2 separate regions of the Mus musculus genome follow, and region 2 is linked to region 1. Evidence: chromatin contacts called from public promoter capture Hi-C data. All regions are on one chromosome and are shown on one strand. Each heading gives the region's core, a stretch centred on a gene start, on an enhancer-like site or on the middle of the called end of the contact. The rest is flanking DNA. Distances are from core to core; before and after follow the strand shown. Region 1 holds the start of Ubxn2a (UBX domain protein 2A). Region 2 holds the start of Rock2 (Rho-associated coiled-coil containing protein kinase 2).

The links. Promoter capture Hi-C pulls out the DNA fragments that hold promoters and counts their contacts.
Region 2: a contact with region 1 is called in a promoter capture Hi-C map of pre-B cells. The contact joins the promoter of Rock2 here to the promoter of Ubxn2a in region 1. A contact is called at or near these places in 2 of 39 promoter capture datasets (cranial neural crest and pre-B cells).

Annotation. Positions count from the first base shown.
Region 1 is chr12:4,904,781-4,912,051 of GRCm38.p6, reverse strand. It overlaps Ubxn2a (UBX domain protein 2A), which reads left to right and starts at 4,499. Exons shown (of 7, transcript NM_145441.4): 1 at 4,499-4,703.
Region 2 is chr12:16,893,373-16,900,080 of GRCm38.p6, reverse strand. It overlaps Rock2 (Rho-associated coiled-coil containing protein kinase 2), which reads right to left and starts at 5,103. Exons shown (of 33, transcript NM_009072.2): 1 at 4,751-5,103. The coding sequence starts at 4,891.

The DNA of each region.
Region 1 (7,271 bases), core at 3,250-5,749:
GTTGAAGAACTGCCTTGGGCAGATTGGCCCTCGGCCATATGTCCTCAAGGAACTGTCATGACTCAGCCCATTGTTGGTGGGACCGTCCCTATGCAGGAAGCCGGGCTGTGTAGGAAAGCTTACAGAGAACAAGCCAGTGAGCAGAATTCAGTCACGGTTCCTGCTTGAGTTCCTGCCCTGACTTCCTTCAGTGATGGACCATGGCCTAGGAGTGTAAGCCAAATAAAACAAAGCCTTTCCTTGAAAGTTATTTTTGGTTAGTGTTTTATCATAACATCAGGAGACTAAACTACAAGACCTAGTCTAACAAGAAACTGAATCCCTAGTCAAAGAGGAGGATCTCCCATTTGAGGCCAGCCTAAACTACAGAAGACCCTGTCACAGAAACGAGAAAACTGGAGGAGGCTGGGAGGGAGGTGAAAATCGCATACAGCATTGCAGAGGACCTGAGTTCAGTTTCTGGCTCCCAAACCAAATGGATTTTTAAAAACCTCCTGGACTTCAGCGCTAGAGGATATGATGCCTTCATCTGGATTCCACAGACTCCTGCACTCACACGTGCACATAACTTTTAAAAATCAGAAAGAAAGGGGCTGGTGAGATAGCTCAGTGAGTCCTGAGTTCAAATCCCAACAACCACATGGTAGCTCACAACCACCTGTAATGAGATCTGACGCCTTCTTCTGGTGCGTCTGAAGACAGCTACAGTATACTTATATATAATAATAGATAAATCTTTAAAAAAGAAAGAAAGAAATATTTTCTAACCTGTTGTATGGGAACAACATTGTTTTAACAACATTCAGATGAAAACTTCACAAAAACTATAGACTATCCATTGTTAAAAAAAATAAAGCAAACTTCTTGTTTTGGTTTCTTGTTGTTGTTATTGTTTTATATTGGTTTGTTTGATTTTTGAGATGGGGGTTTCTCTGTGTAGCCCTAGTTGTCCTGGAACTTGCTCTGTAGATCACACCGGTCTCAAAATCAGAGATCTGTCTACCTCTTTCTCCCAAGTGCTGGGATTAAAGGCCTGTGCCACCATCAAACAACTAAAGCAAAATTCTTAAACAAAATAAAACACCAACAAACCAAATCCAGAAGTTTGACTGAAAAGATTACACAATGACAAACTGATTTGTCCCAATCCTATTCAACCAAACAAGGAAATAAAATTTTCTGAAGTAAATGGCACTGGCAAAATTGTACTCTGGGCAGAGTGATGTCTCAGTGGATACAAACTCAAATTTTAAAGGGAAATAGTGAGGGACCCTAAGGGGTTTTCCAGTCCCACACCCTCCTTACAACTTCCCCCGCCCACCTGGAGTCAAGGCTAGGCCAAGTTCCAATCTCCACCCACAGGAACATTCTTGAGTAAAAAATTCTCAGAATGTCCTGACAGTTACTTGACCCTCTGGAAAGTCCAAGGTAGAGTTCATGATTGCTAGCCAGTAGACTTAAAGGTCAATATGCTTAGCCAATAAGTTTGAACTGTAACCTTGCTGATGTAACCTGTGCCCCTAAAAAGTATAAAAACTGCTTGTAATAGTCATTTGGGGTCACCTTCTAGTCACTTGCCTTGAGGGACTAATCAAAAGTCGACCACCCCGATGTGTCCAAAAATAAACCTTGATTTTGCATAGGTTTGCTTCTTAGTATCTCACTCAGGGGCTTTTTGAAGTAAGTACCACTGACCGAGGGTCAGGGACTTACAAGACCAGGCTGATCTTAAACGTACATTCTTGTGTACCCTCCCAATGCTGGGGTTGTAAGCATGTGCCACCACACCCAGCTGTGTAAATCAACTTTTGACATGGGAAAGAATCTTTCTATTGCCATTAGAACAAACCCTATAATAGGACTAGGCTAGGGACAAAAGGACAAAATACTAGATCCTTATAGAAGGATCAGAGACGTGCCTGGACAGAGAGGTAAACGCCTATGATACTAATATTTGACAGATTGGCACAGGAGGATCTGAGATGGTAGTTTACAGACACTTAAGCAGACAAAACACCCATACATACACACATAAAAAATTTTTAAACCTCCAAGTATACAGTATATATATATATATATATACTGGCTGAATCAAACTAAACATTTCCTGTAGAGAATGCCCCAAACTATCAATTATTAAATACATAGCATATAGAAATATAACATTTTTTCTATATAATATATATACATAAAATAATAATGTATACTATAATCTGCATGATTATGTGGATATGAATCTTTAACTGCTGGTAATGAAAGTAACAAACAAGCCCGGAGTGGTGGCGCATGCCTTTAATCCCAGCACTCAGGAGGCAGAGGAAGGCAGATTTCTGAGTTCGAGGTCTACAAAGTGAGTTCCAGGACAGCCAGGGCTACACAGAGAAACCCTGTCTCAAAAAAAAAAAAAAGAAAGAAAGAAAGAAAGAAAGAAAGAAAGAAAGAAAGGAAGAAAGAAGCAAACAGGAGACCAGGAGCTAAACTCACCACTGGATCCCTGAGTTGCTCAGTAGGTCTTCAAAAGAATCCCAAATTGCTTTTACCTGGGTAGGTATGGTTGGCAGGAGAAGCCCAATCTAAAACTTACTCTAGCACTGTCAAATAAAAAGCAAATCCGGGCCTAGCAGTGGTGGTGCATGCCTTTAATCCCTTTGGAGGCAGAGGCAGGCCCATTTCTGAGTTCAAGGCTAGCCTCATCTACAGAGTGAGTTCCAGGACAGCCCAGGCTACACAGAGAAACCCTGTCTCAAAAAAAAAAAAAAAAAAAAAAAAAAAAGCAAATCCCAGTTTAGGTAAATCTAGATTCTCTGTTTTGTTTGTTTGTTTGTTTGTTTTTGACAGGGTTTCTCTGTGTGGTCTTGGCTGTCCTGGAACTCACCATGTAGACTAGGCTGTCCTCAAACTCAGATCTGCCTTCCTTTGCCTCCAGAGTGCTGGGATTAAAGTGTCTACCACAGCACCCATGTGTAAATCTAGATTCTGTGTAGAAAGATTATTGCAATTGGTGGGAAGGGATGGCCCGTTCTAAGGATCCATTGCCATAGGCCAAATGTGAAAAAGTCAGAAAAACAAACTTAAGATAAGTGATAGTGTATAGCTTAGCTGCAAGACTTTGTCTGGGACATAAAAAAAACTATGGTTCCATCTCGAAAAACAACTCTAGATTTAGATTTAAGAGACCATTGTACCTGGGCAAAGTGGCACACACCTTTAATCCTAGCACTCAGCAGGCTGAGGCAGGTCAGTCTCTTTAGCTGGTCTAACTAGAGAGTTCCAGGACAGTCAGAGCTACACAGACCTTGTCTCAAAAACAAAACCAAACCAAACCAAACCAAACAAACAAAAAACAAAGAGACTATTGTATAGAGGAAAATCGATGAGATCTGCAACAGTTGCCTAGATTAGCTAGACAAAGTCTTACTCTCTCCCCCACTCCCACGTGTGCGTGTGTGTGCGCGTGCGTGTGTTTCCTCTATAGGGAAGAATAAATAAGGCTAGAAAGACGTGTGAGTAGGAAAATGTAATCAACCAACAATAGAGGAGACAGTGAATCACACAGGACATCAGAGACATTTTGTTTATTCCAAAATCAGTGTACTTTCTGGAGTGGCAAAAGGGAGAGGGGATGCTTCCAGGCTCAGGCTGAGGCTGTGAAAGTGTGGGAACCTGGAGAAGATATGCTACACTAAAAATGGTACGTCGGTACAGCAAGTATTTTGACCAGATAGCGGTTACAAGCAGTCCTGAAAAATCATTAAAAGGACAAAGACCGGGTGTTTAAAGAGTATACGCCTGACCTTGCTGTAAGTAGAATAAGGGGCATTCTGAAGTCCTATAAATCCTATCCGAAGCCAACTTCAGAGGCAGAGGCAGGAGGATCTCTGAGTTCCAGGACAGCCAGGGCTACACAGAGAAACCCTGTCTCACCCCACCCCCTAAATATATACACAAGCAAATAAATAAGTCCTCTAAAAGAAAGGGGTCTTTGTAGAGAGCCTTTTTAAGAACGCGAAGGGCGGGCAAGTTTCTTTTAACAGTCACTCTTCAGATAATAGGGCTCAGGTGAAGTTCGCTAACAGGATGCAAGAACTCTCTAAGGAAGAGCACAGGAGGCATAGAAAGAAATAGGTAAATCTGGATTATCAGGTGAACGCCCACCTAGTTCCAGCTTTCTCCGCGCCTCCTAAGGAAACAACAAGCAGCGGCACCTGCAGCAGCAAGAAGGCCACCGCCATTAGTGCGCGCCTTGCGGCAGCCTAGGAAAACCCGCCGCAAGAAGCCCCGCCCCCGGCGCGCTCCCGTTTCAGCCAGACAATTTCCTCACGGCCGCGCGGAGCCGTCCCCGGCGCGTTCCCGTCAGCCAGGCGCGCCGAGCCATCCCCGGCGCGCTCCCGTCAGCCAGGCGCGCTCCTCCGAGCCGCGCGGAGCCGTCCCCGGAGCGCTCCCGTCAGCCAGGCGCGCTCCTCCGAGCCGCGCGGAGCCGTCCACGCGCGCTCCCGTCAGTCAGGCTCGCTCCTCCGAGCCGCGCGGAGCCGGCGCCGGCGCGCGCCGGGCAGTCTGAGGGAGGCCGGTCAGATCTGCGCGGCGAGGCCGCTGGTCGCGACAGGGTTTCCCGGCGCTCCGGGGCTGAGGGGCTTCAGCCCAGCGGCGCCGGCGCTTGCCCTAGCCGGGGCACCGAGGACTAGGCCGTGGGGCCGCGCCCTGAGGTGAGTTTCCCGGCTCCAGGTCATGTTCGGTGGGTGACGTATCGGGCGGGTGGTTCCCCGGTGGCGCCCTGGGCTGTCGCCTGCGACGGCGACGTCTGTTCCGCAGTAAGTCGCCACCTGGGGCTTCTGGCCCGCGCGACTGCGGCCCGGGAAGGACGCTGGCGGACCGAGGCCTCCACCCGGCCCGGCCCGGCCCGGCCCGGCCCAGGTGAGTGCGGACCTGCAGCTGCCGGCTCTGCTGGCCGCGGGAGTCGGAACTGGGTAGAAGGACATAGCGCTTCTCTCTCTGGAGGCGTCTAGAAACTTCGGGTTAGGTGCTGTCGAGACATCTCCATTTCGAAGGCGAACGCTGCGAAAAGCGCACTCCTGAAATACAGAAGGACTAGATGGCTGAACGTTTCCTAATTGACTTCACCAGCCTTCCTTAACAGACTTTAACTGATGTTTTGGAAAGATGATGTTCACTGTTTTCCTAAATGACTTTTTTTCTTCTAGTATTCCCCCCCCCCCTTTCCTAAACTCGTGGTAATAAAAGTTTATTACTTCTCAGCAAAAATGAAGGTCAGAGTGGCTTCCAGTGTTTGTTCGTTTCTATGTAATCGAGATAAAAAATAGGGAACTGATTATCTGTTTTGACTCGGTTTTTTGTTTGCTTTGTTTTTGTTTTCTTTGTCTTTATCAAGTACCAGGCTGGACTTGGAATTCTCACACTCCCAAATGTGCTGGTATAACAGGCGTTGATTCATCTCCTGAGTTATCTTGATGTTGATACAGGGAATAACATCAATAACATCACTAACGTCAACGTTATTCCCTGTACTGGTGAAATGCAAAGGTCAAAATGTGTTCAGGTAGGAAAGAACACCTGAGTACAGAGTACTGGGAAGGATACTATAGATAGGTAGCAGTTACTACTTGAGCACTTACTTTTTTTGTTTGTTTGTTTTTGGTTTTTCAAGACAGGGTTTCTCTGTGTAGCCCTGGCTGTCCTGGAACTCACTTTGTAGACCAGGCTGGCCTCAAACTCAAAAATCCTCCTGCCTCTGCCTCCCAAGTGCTGGAATTAAAGGCGTGCACCACCACTGTCCTTACTCTTAAGAAATGTTATTTACTGAATGTGGCCAACGTTTTTCTGTATTCATATCTGTGCACCATTTTTGTGTCTGGTACCCGTGAAAGCCAGAAGAGGGCGTCGTCTTTTAAAACTAAACCACCATATGGGAGCTAGGAATTGAGCCAGGTTCTCTGGGAGAGCAGCCATTGTTCTCACTCAATGAACTATGTATGTCTCCAGCTCCTTGAGCATTTAATTCCATCCCCACCCCCCACCCCGCGCTTCTTTTGGGGGCTCAAATCCAGGGTTTTTTTTTTTTTGTTTTTTTGTTTGTTTTTTGTTTGTTTTTTCATAAGCTTGAATACTCTTTCTTGTACCTCTGAGTTACACCCCAGGCCTACATGAAGACTTTAAGTGAACTTTTACTGTGGAGCAGCACACAAATGCTCACTCACCCTAGCAGAGCACCATTGATGCTGATGGAGGCCAGCTTCCCTTGAATTTATTGGACTTACTTCTAGGTCATGGGTGACAGGTTACAGGACAGGTTACAGGTGACAGGTTACTTACAGGAGTACAGGTAACCCCAAAGCAGCTTCATTGCTGAAGTCTTACCCTCTCATGGATAATGACTTCCTCAGAGCTCATAGATGTAGTTCCCCCACTACCTCTCTCTTAACCTTGGACACTCCATAAATCCTAGAATTCAGAAGGCCATCAAGCATAACTTGTCAGCATTATATTCAGCTGACTAGGAAATGAGGGGAAGGGTTCGTGATTTCAGGGGAGGGTCTAATGACCCTTCCCACCCTCTTGTTCTATGAAGAAATATCAACGGGCTTGATCTTGAAGGTCTTTCGAAAGTCACAGCTGCTCTGATGAACGGGGTAATGGCTGTTATGCTTCAAGTACATCATTCTAATGCTTGGGAGAATTAGCTAATGCCTTAGTTAATGTTATTCAGTTTTGAAAACTTATGTACAACTAGGCTTTGTAATTCACACCTTTAATCCCAGCACTCAGAAGGCAGAGGCAGGCAGATCTTTTTCCAGGCCAGCCCAATCTATATAAGAACCTATCTCAAGCCGGGCGTGGTGGCACATGCTTTTAATCCCAGCATTCGTGAGGCAGAGGCAGGCGGATTTCTGAGTTCGAGGCCAGCCTGATCTACAAAGTGAGTTCCAGGACAGCTAGGGCTATACAGAGAAACCTTGTCTCAAAAAAACAAAACAAACAAACAACCTATCTCAAAGAAAGGAAGAGGTGGGGCAGAGAGGGAGAGAGGGACTGAGTCCTAAGAAATGATGGCGATTATTGAATCTACTTTTAGATTATATAGTATAATTAGGTAAAGAATTATTAAATAGGAATAAATGCTGGTAAATTAAGATAGAAACTAAGAGGAAGAAATAAAATATAAGCTATTTGTGATAAGGTGTTAATAGTGGATTTATTTTGAGCAGAGGTTTTATAGGTAAATAGGAATTAGGAGAAGGTTGACTTCTTAAAGAGGG
Region 2 (6,708 bases), core at 3,854-6,353, about 12 Mb before region 1:
GAATCTTCCCTCCTGTGTTGTTGGCACTAGAGTAAAATATAAAATGTTTAACTACTTTAAAATGATCTGGTCATTTCCTAAAAAACAAATATACATATATCCTATGACACAGCAATTCTACCCTCATTATCAACCCAAGAGAAACAAGAGAAAAAGAAGAGAAAAAGTCCTTACAATGACTTAACACTAATTGCTTATAACAATTTTTTGAGGGTTTTTTTTTTTTTTGGATACAGGGTTTCTCTGTGTAGCCCTGGCTGTCCTGGAACTCACTTTGTAGACCAGGCTGGCCTTGAACTCAGAAATCCGCCTATCTCTGCCTCCCGAGTGCTGGGATCAAAGGCATGCGCCACCACGCCCAGCTAACAATTTTTCAAGGCAAAATTTCACTATGTAGGGGCTGGCTTAGAACTCACTCTGTAGACCTCAAATTCAGTGATCTACCTGCCTCTGCTTTCTGAGTGCTGATATTAAAGGTGTGCACCACCATGCCCAGCTTATAACATTTATTAAATTTATTTATATTATAAATAGCTCAGTAAGCAGGAATAAGCACTACTGCCTAGCCTGACAAACTGTGGATCTTGAAATCCATACAATAAGAGAGAATCAACTCTCAAAAGTTTTCCTCAGCTCCCTACTTAAATACCCACAAATAAAAAAATGTAAAAAGCAAAACAAAACAAAAATTAAGTTTTAAAGCAATTAATCTGTATATTCTAAATATCTACCTCCTACTTCACACAAATAATAAGTACAAAGTCATTTTTCATCTTTTATTTTATTTCATTTTTATTACATCTTCAAAACAGTCTCAGACATTACTTATGGGGAGTGAACACACATGCAATTGTATCTTAATTGGGTGAAGAGTCAGCACTAAATGGAAAGAACCTAAGTACTGTGATAAATATTTTCATGATCTGGGGCCATAGCCCTGAGGCAGACACTTGCAAGCATGTGCAAGGACTTGAGTTTAATATCCAGAACTATCAAAAATAAAATTTCTGTACAGTAATATTTTCATATAGTTACTGGCAGGTACCAGTTTTAATAGGTGTTTCTGGGGCCAGGCAGATGGCTTAGCAGTTAGAGGCAGCTGCTGCCAAGCCTGACAGCCTTAGTTTGATTACTGGAATCCACACAGTGGAAGGAGAGAACTGGCTCCTGTAAACTGTTCCCTGACCTCCATACCTGTACCATGACACAAAACACCCCACCCAACACACACAAATAAAGAAATGTAAATTTAAATTTTTAATTGGTATTTTGTTTCTCAGCCCAGTGAAATTGTAAATAAATGTTTGATCACCTTTATCCATTCACAAAAGCCTAGGTACTATATAGGTTACTATAGCCACATACTCTTTAAAATAACAAAATAAAATCCCAAGGCATAAACCTTAAGACATTTCTCCAGCATACATGTTAGTTAAGTAAAACACATCAGGCAAGCAATGTAAGGATCTCTGACAACACAGGAACTTACCAAAGGTTATCACTTAAGATCCTCCCTTTAAAATATTTCAAAATTACTGACCTTCAAAAGAGGCTCAGCAGATACAGGTACTTACAAGTCACCAAGCCTGACAACCCCCATGACCTGAGTTTGACCTCTAGAACCCACATGAGAAGAGAGAACCAACTCCCACCCGTTGTCCTCTAACCTCTACACATGGCAGGGCACATGCACACACTCAAACACACAAGATAGATGTTGCTTGTTTTTTAATTTCAGAAGTATCTCTCAAAACTATTTTTATATAATACCAAGCAGCTCACAATCTACAATTTCAAAAGAATTGCGTATTTTAAGGGCAAATAAAGTAAATAGCCTCTGCAGAGAAACAAGATAATTTAGTTTGTACACTGATAGTCCTGAAATTCAGCGCCATATATATGTTTGACAATGATTAGTACTTATGACAGCAAACTCAAAATGATAATTGCATGCACTTGAAAACTGTAATAATATCTAAAACAAAAATCATTTCCCATCTCAAAGAAAACATAAAGCTAGCAAAAAATTTGTCAAATGCACATAGGAGACGTAAAATGAGTGTAAAGATATGCCATACACTGGACTAAAACCTTACATGCTATCTCATGTAACTTTTTTTCCTATGAATGGCTTGCCTAGCTTACTGAAAACGTTTTATAGAAAATTCTGGTATGTTTCATCATCACTTGCCATATTTAGCAATACACAACTTCCAATGGTGCTTTCTAAGCTTTTGAATACAGTAACTAAATTTCAGGCTGTTTTTATTAGATTATTAAAGGTATGTTTTCTAGAATAAAACCAAAAGAAATGTAATGTTAAGTAAAGTAATGATTTAATTGTGAAAAAAAGCTCATGGCAAGATTTCAAATCTTTAAAGTGGTAACAGCTATTATTTTGTGAGCATTTTTAGAAACATAATTTTAAAAATAGTATCAGTGTAAAGACTACAGAGTTACAACCTGGAGAATGAAAAGGCTGTGAGGATGCATAGCAGTGATCACTGGCACAGCAGGGAATGCACATAGCATCACCCAACTGTGGACTTCAACACAGTTTAAATGGCAAGGTTTATGTATACTACTACTACAATTAAAATTTTACCATGACAAAGGCAATTTGGAGAGGAAAGGGTTTATTTGGTTTACAGTTCCATACCACACAGTTCCTCATCAAAGGAAGTCAGGACAGGAACTCAAACAGGGCAGAAACCTGAAGGTAGGAGCTGATACTGAGGCAATGGAAGGGTGTTGCTTACTGGCTTGCTTCCCATGGCTTGCTCAGTCTGTTTTCTTAAAGAACCCAGGACCACTAGCGAAAGGATGGCACCACCCATAATGGGCTGAGCCCTCCCGAATCAATCACTAAGTAAGAAAATGCCATAACTCTAGCTTGTGTAGAGTTGACATAAAACCACCCAGCACAAAATTCATTCTAAAACTTCATGATAAAATTTACATAACATGGATATTATTACAACTTTAATGATGTTTTCAACTTTTATGAATGTGCAACAGAGGCATCAGGAACCTCACTCTAAAGGAATAAACGGCATTTTTTGGCTTAGTAACATACGCTGCACTCTAGAATAACACCTGTCCTGATTCTCAATGACATGTAATCAACTAAAAGCAGCAATAAGCCTGCGGTCAAATCAGCATTTGATGTCAACCCTCCTAAGGGTAATATGTCACCTTAACAAATGTGGTGTATGAAGCACTCAATGAAGGAACTGTTACTGGCCACGTGTAATAATTTAGGTAATATTTTAATAAAACAAAATAGTCATGTCACAGGTATAAACAACTTGGTTCCAAGCTCAAAATGACCCTGATAATGATAATTAACATCACTAATAATACAAGAGATGACTGTGAAATGTAAAAACATTTCTATCTGGGATTGAAAATGATCCTGGTGAATACTTGAGATTTACAGAGACTATTTTTAACTGAACTTTCTGGCCTAGGATCAAAGTTTTGCTAGCAAAATACCAAAGTGAAAATCCTGGCAGTGACACCAGAGAAGCTTTGCTTTATCTACAAAAAGGCTATGAACTCCAAGCAATCCTGCTCTGAAGACTTCCAAAATACGTCCCACAAGAACACAGGAACCCACTACCAAACAAAAACACTCCCCCCGCCCCCAAAAGTCAAAATCTCTATATTTACACATCCTATAGAGCGATACCCACACTCTAGTCAGTTCCTGCGCTGTGGCCAAACAGAACTGAGTCACTCTGCAAATGATTCCAGAAACCTCAAAGGATAACCAACGGCCTCAGAAGAAAAGTTAGTCAGTGGAAAGGGAGGAGACAGTTTTTCTCATCACAGAGTCACTAGGCTTCTCCTAGCAGAGCTCAGGTCTGACATGCTTTTTGGCACAGAATGCCTGATCACCCACCCTAAGTCTAGACCTCCAAAGCTAATAGCCGGAGTATCTTTTTTTTTTCCGACTTCTCCTCAGGGTACACGTTCACACCACTTTTTCCCATAAATGCAACTCTAGGTGCACACTAATCAAATTCGTTTGCCAAGCATAATCGCTTCCCTCAACACGACCAGAAGTATACCAGCATTCTACATGGCATTTATTGTAAATCGTGTTCTTTTCTTAACCGAGCTCCAGTTAGCTGCCTTTTCCAAGGCTCTTAATTTGGATTTTGAATGCTATGGGAAAGACAAGATGAAGGGGAGAGATTTATCCCATTCTACAATTCAGACTCATTTCTTGGCTTCAGAGCAACAATCTCCGGAAATTTAATTTACATAAATTCAAATGTACTAAATAGCTACTATGGAATGTCCAAGAGCAACTGAAAGCAGCAAACTTGAGCTAGCTGTGCGTTCCCAGCTTCCTGACGAGCTCTTTGTCGTGTGCCCCCGGTGGTACTCCCAATAGGAAGAGCGTCGGGTTTCTTTCTCCCTGGGTTTTCACCCTAGCTCCCACACTGCGTGACACTTTCAAATTGGGTAGCCCAGTGTAGGAAGCACAGCCAATCCTCCACCTTTCCGCCCCAAACCAACTGGGTAGGCGGGAAGGAGACCAGGGGTGTTTCCTCCCTGCGCGCTCCAAGAACGGGGGCGGCCGAGATGACACTCGCTCGGCAGGGAGGTGGACCCGAGAATCCCAGGTGGGGTCTCCACTCTGGAACCTGGGTCTCCAGCTCCCCGGGCAGCCGGAAGCGGGGCGGGTGGGCCGAGGGGGGACCAGGCAGGGCGGGGAGTTCCCTCCCTAGCCCGCACCTACCAGCAGACTCTCCACGTTGATGGGCGAGCGAGGGTCTCGGATGAGCGCCTCCAGCTTCCTCTGACGGCCGGCGCCCGCCCCGTCCCCCGGCGCGGTCTCGGGGGCGCCGGGCATTTTCCCCGTCGGCGGGGGCCGGCTCATGCCGCTTCGCCGGGCCTAGCGCCGCCCGCGGAACCTCCGCCCCGGCACGCCGCGCGCCGCTGTCTGAGGAGCCGCCCGGCCCGGCCGGGAGCAGCGAGGCACACGGCGTCCCCGCCCCTCAGCCGCACGCGCGCCGCCCGGCCCGTAGCGAGCTCGCCAGGACCCGGCGGGCGGGAGCGGGGAAGGGGCGCCCGCGCCGCACCACCCCGCCCTCGGGGCTCAGGCCGCTAGGGCCGTCGCCCGTCCACCCGCATATCGCCGCCGGCCGCCTCGCGCGCCCACACGCCCGCTCCCCTCACACGCAGTCGGAGCCGCGTCCCTACTCGGCCGCGCGCCGCCGCTACCCACAAGCCCCTCCGCCCGCGGTCGGCTGCGCGCGGCCCGGCCCCGCCCCGCCCACCCCGGCGCGGCCCCGCGGCACGCCCCGCCCCTGGCCTCCGGCCACGCCCCGCCACCGGGCTGAGCAGCCAGGCTTCTTTTCCGTTCCCGCCGCCTGGCTAGTCTCCCTGCCTCGTCGGGCCGGTTCGCGGGACTGGGAGGCGGGACGGATGGCAGCGCGGTGCCCCGTGGTCCCCGTCGTGTGTCCCACGTCGCCGGCCGGACCCAGAGGCCTAGTTGACGTCCGCGCCCCCCGCCCGCTGTGTCCCGCTGACTCAGCGCGCAGCTATGCAAGCCGCGCCGAACTGCTGCGCCCCGGGTCAGCGCCCTTCCCAGGCCTGGTGCGCCTGAGGCCTGCGCCTGGGGCTCCCAGGGGGCGGGGAGGCCGCGCCCCTAGCCCGCGCTAAGAGTGTGGGACTCGTTTGAATCCTGTTGAGTCCCGGAGCTGGGAGGCCTGGAGGAGTTGTTTCTGCCTCCGGGTCATAAATCCTAAACTCTCAGAAACCTTTGTGCCCTTCCCTGACCAAGGTGCCCGCCTGGCCTTAGACCTTAGACACTGGCCAGGCGGAGGGAACAGGAGGCAATAAGGAAGCGCTTCTGCATCCGCGGGGCCCTTGCTTTTGGAGAGTGAAAGAGAGGGGCTGCTTCTCCGCATTCCTGCCCTCTCCTTGCCCCCTAGCCATTGGTCAGATCCTCTCAGGGCGCAATCGGAAAACTATGTGCCAAGAGCTATAAAACTGTTCACAGAGCCCCTTTGACCCAGTAAGGCCATTTAAGGAAGTCCAAGTGTAAGGAAATGATCCGAAAAGAGGAGGACTTTGCGTGGAGATGTTTACAGCAGGGCTATTCAGAATGTTCGCAATGACCAAAACCCTGGGAGTGGACCCAATCTTCCAGCAGCTGAATAATCCAAACAAGCTCTTGTCATATTCACGGGAAGAATCCTACGGGTATTGCAAGCCGGTTGAGACTAGGGAAAATTTACCGGAAGTGAAAAAATGCAAAGGGGATTATGAACACTTTGAAATGAGCAGCTAAACAAGTGAGAGAACACACTTGCTCCTAACTGAATGGGATTTTCCCCCCACTTCTAAAGATGTCAAGTAGGGTGGTGGCCTCATAGGTCTTTAATGCCAGCTCTGGGGAGAGACAGAGGCAGGAGGGTTTGAGGCTAACCTAAGTCTAGAGAATGAGTCCCAGGACAACCAGAGCTACACAGAGAAAACTTGTCTTGAAAACAACAACAAAAAAATGCTAAAAAGCATATTGAATTTTTAAATTTGAAAACTTGTACTTATGGAAGCTAGAGTGTAATGCCCCTGAATAGTGAACTGTAGAGCTCCCTGGGGTGTCAAGGTAAATATGCAGGTAGGCTACAGCCCTGGCCTGGCCAAAATTGCATGCACTTCACCCAGCGCAGGGGTCCAAAAATGTCTGCC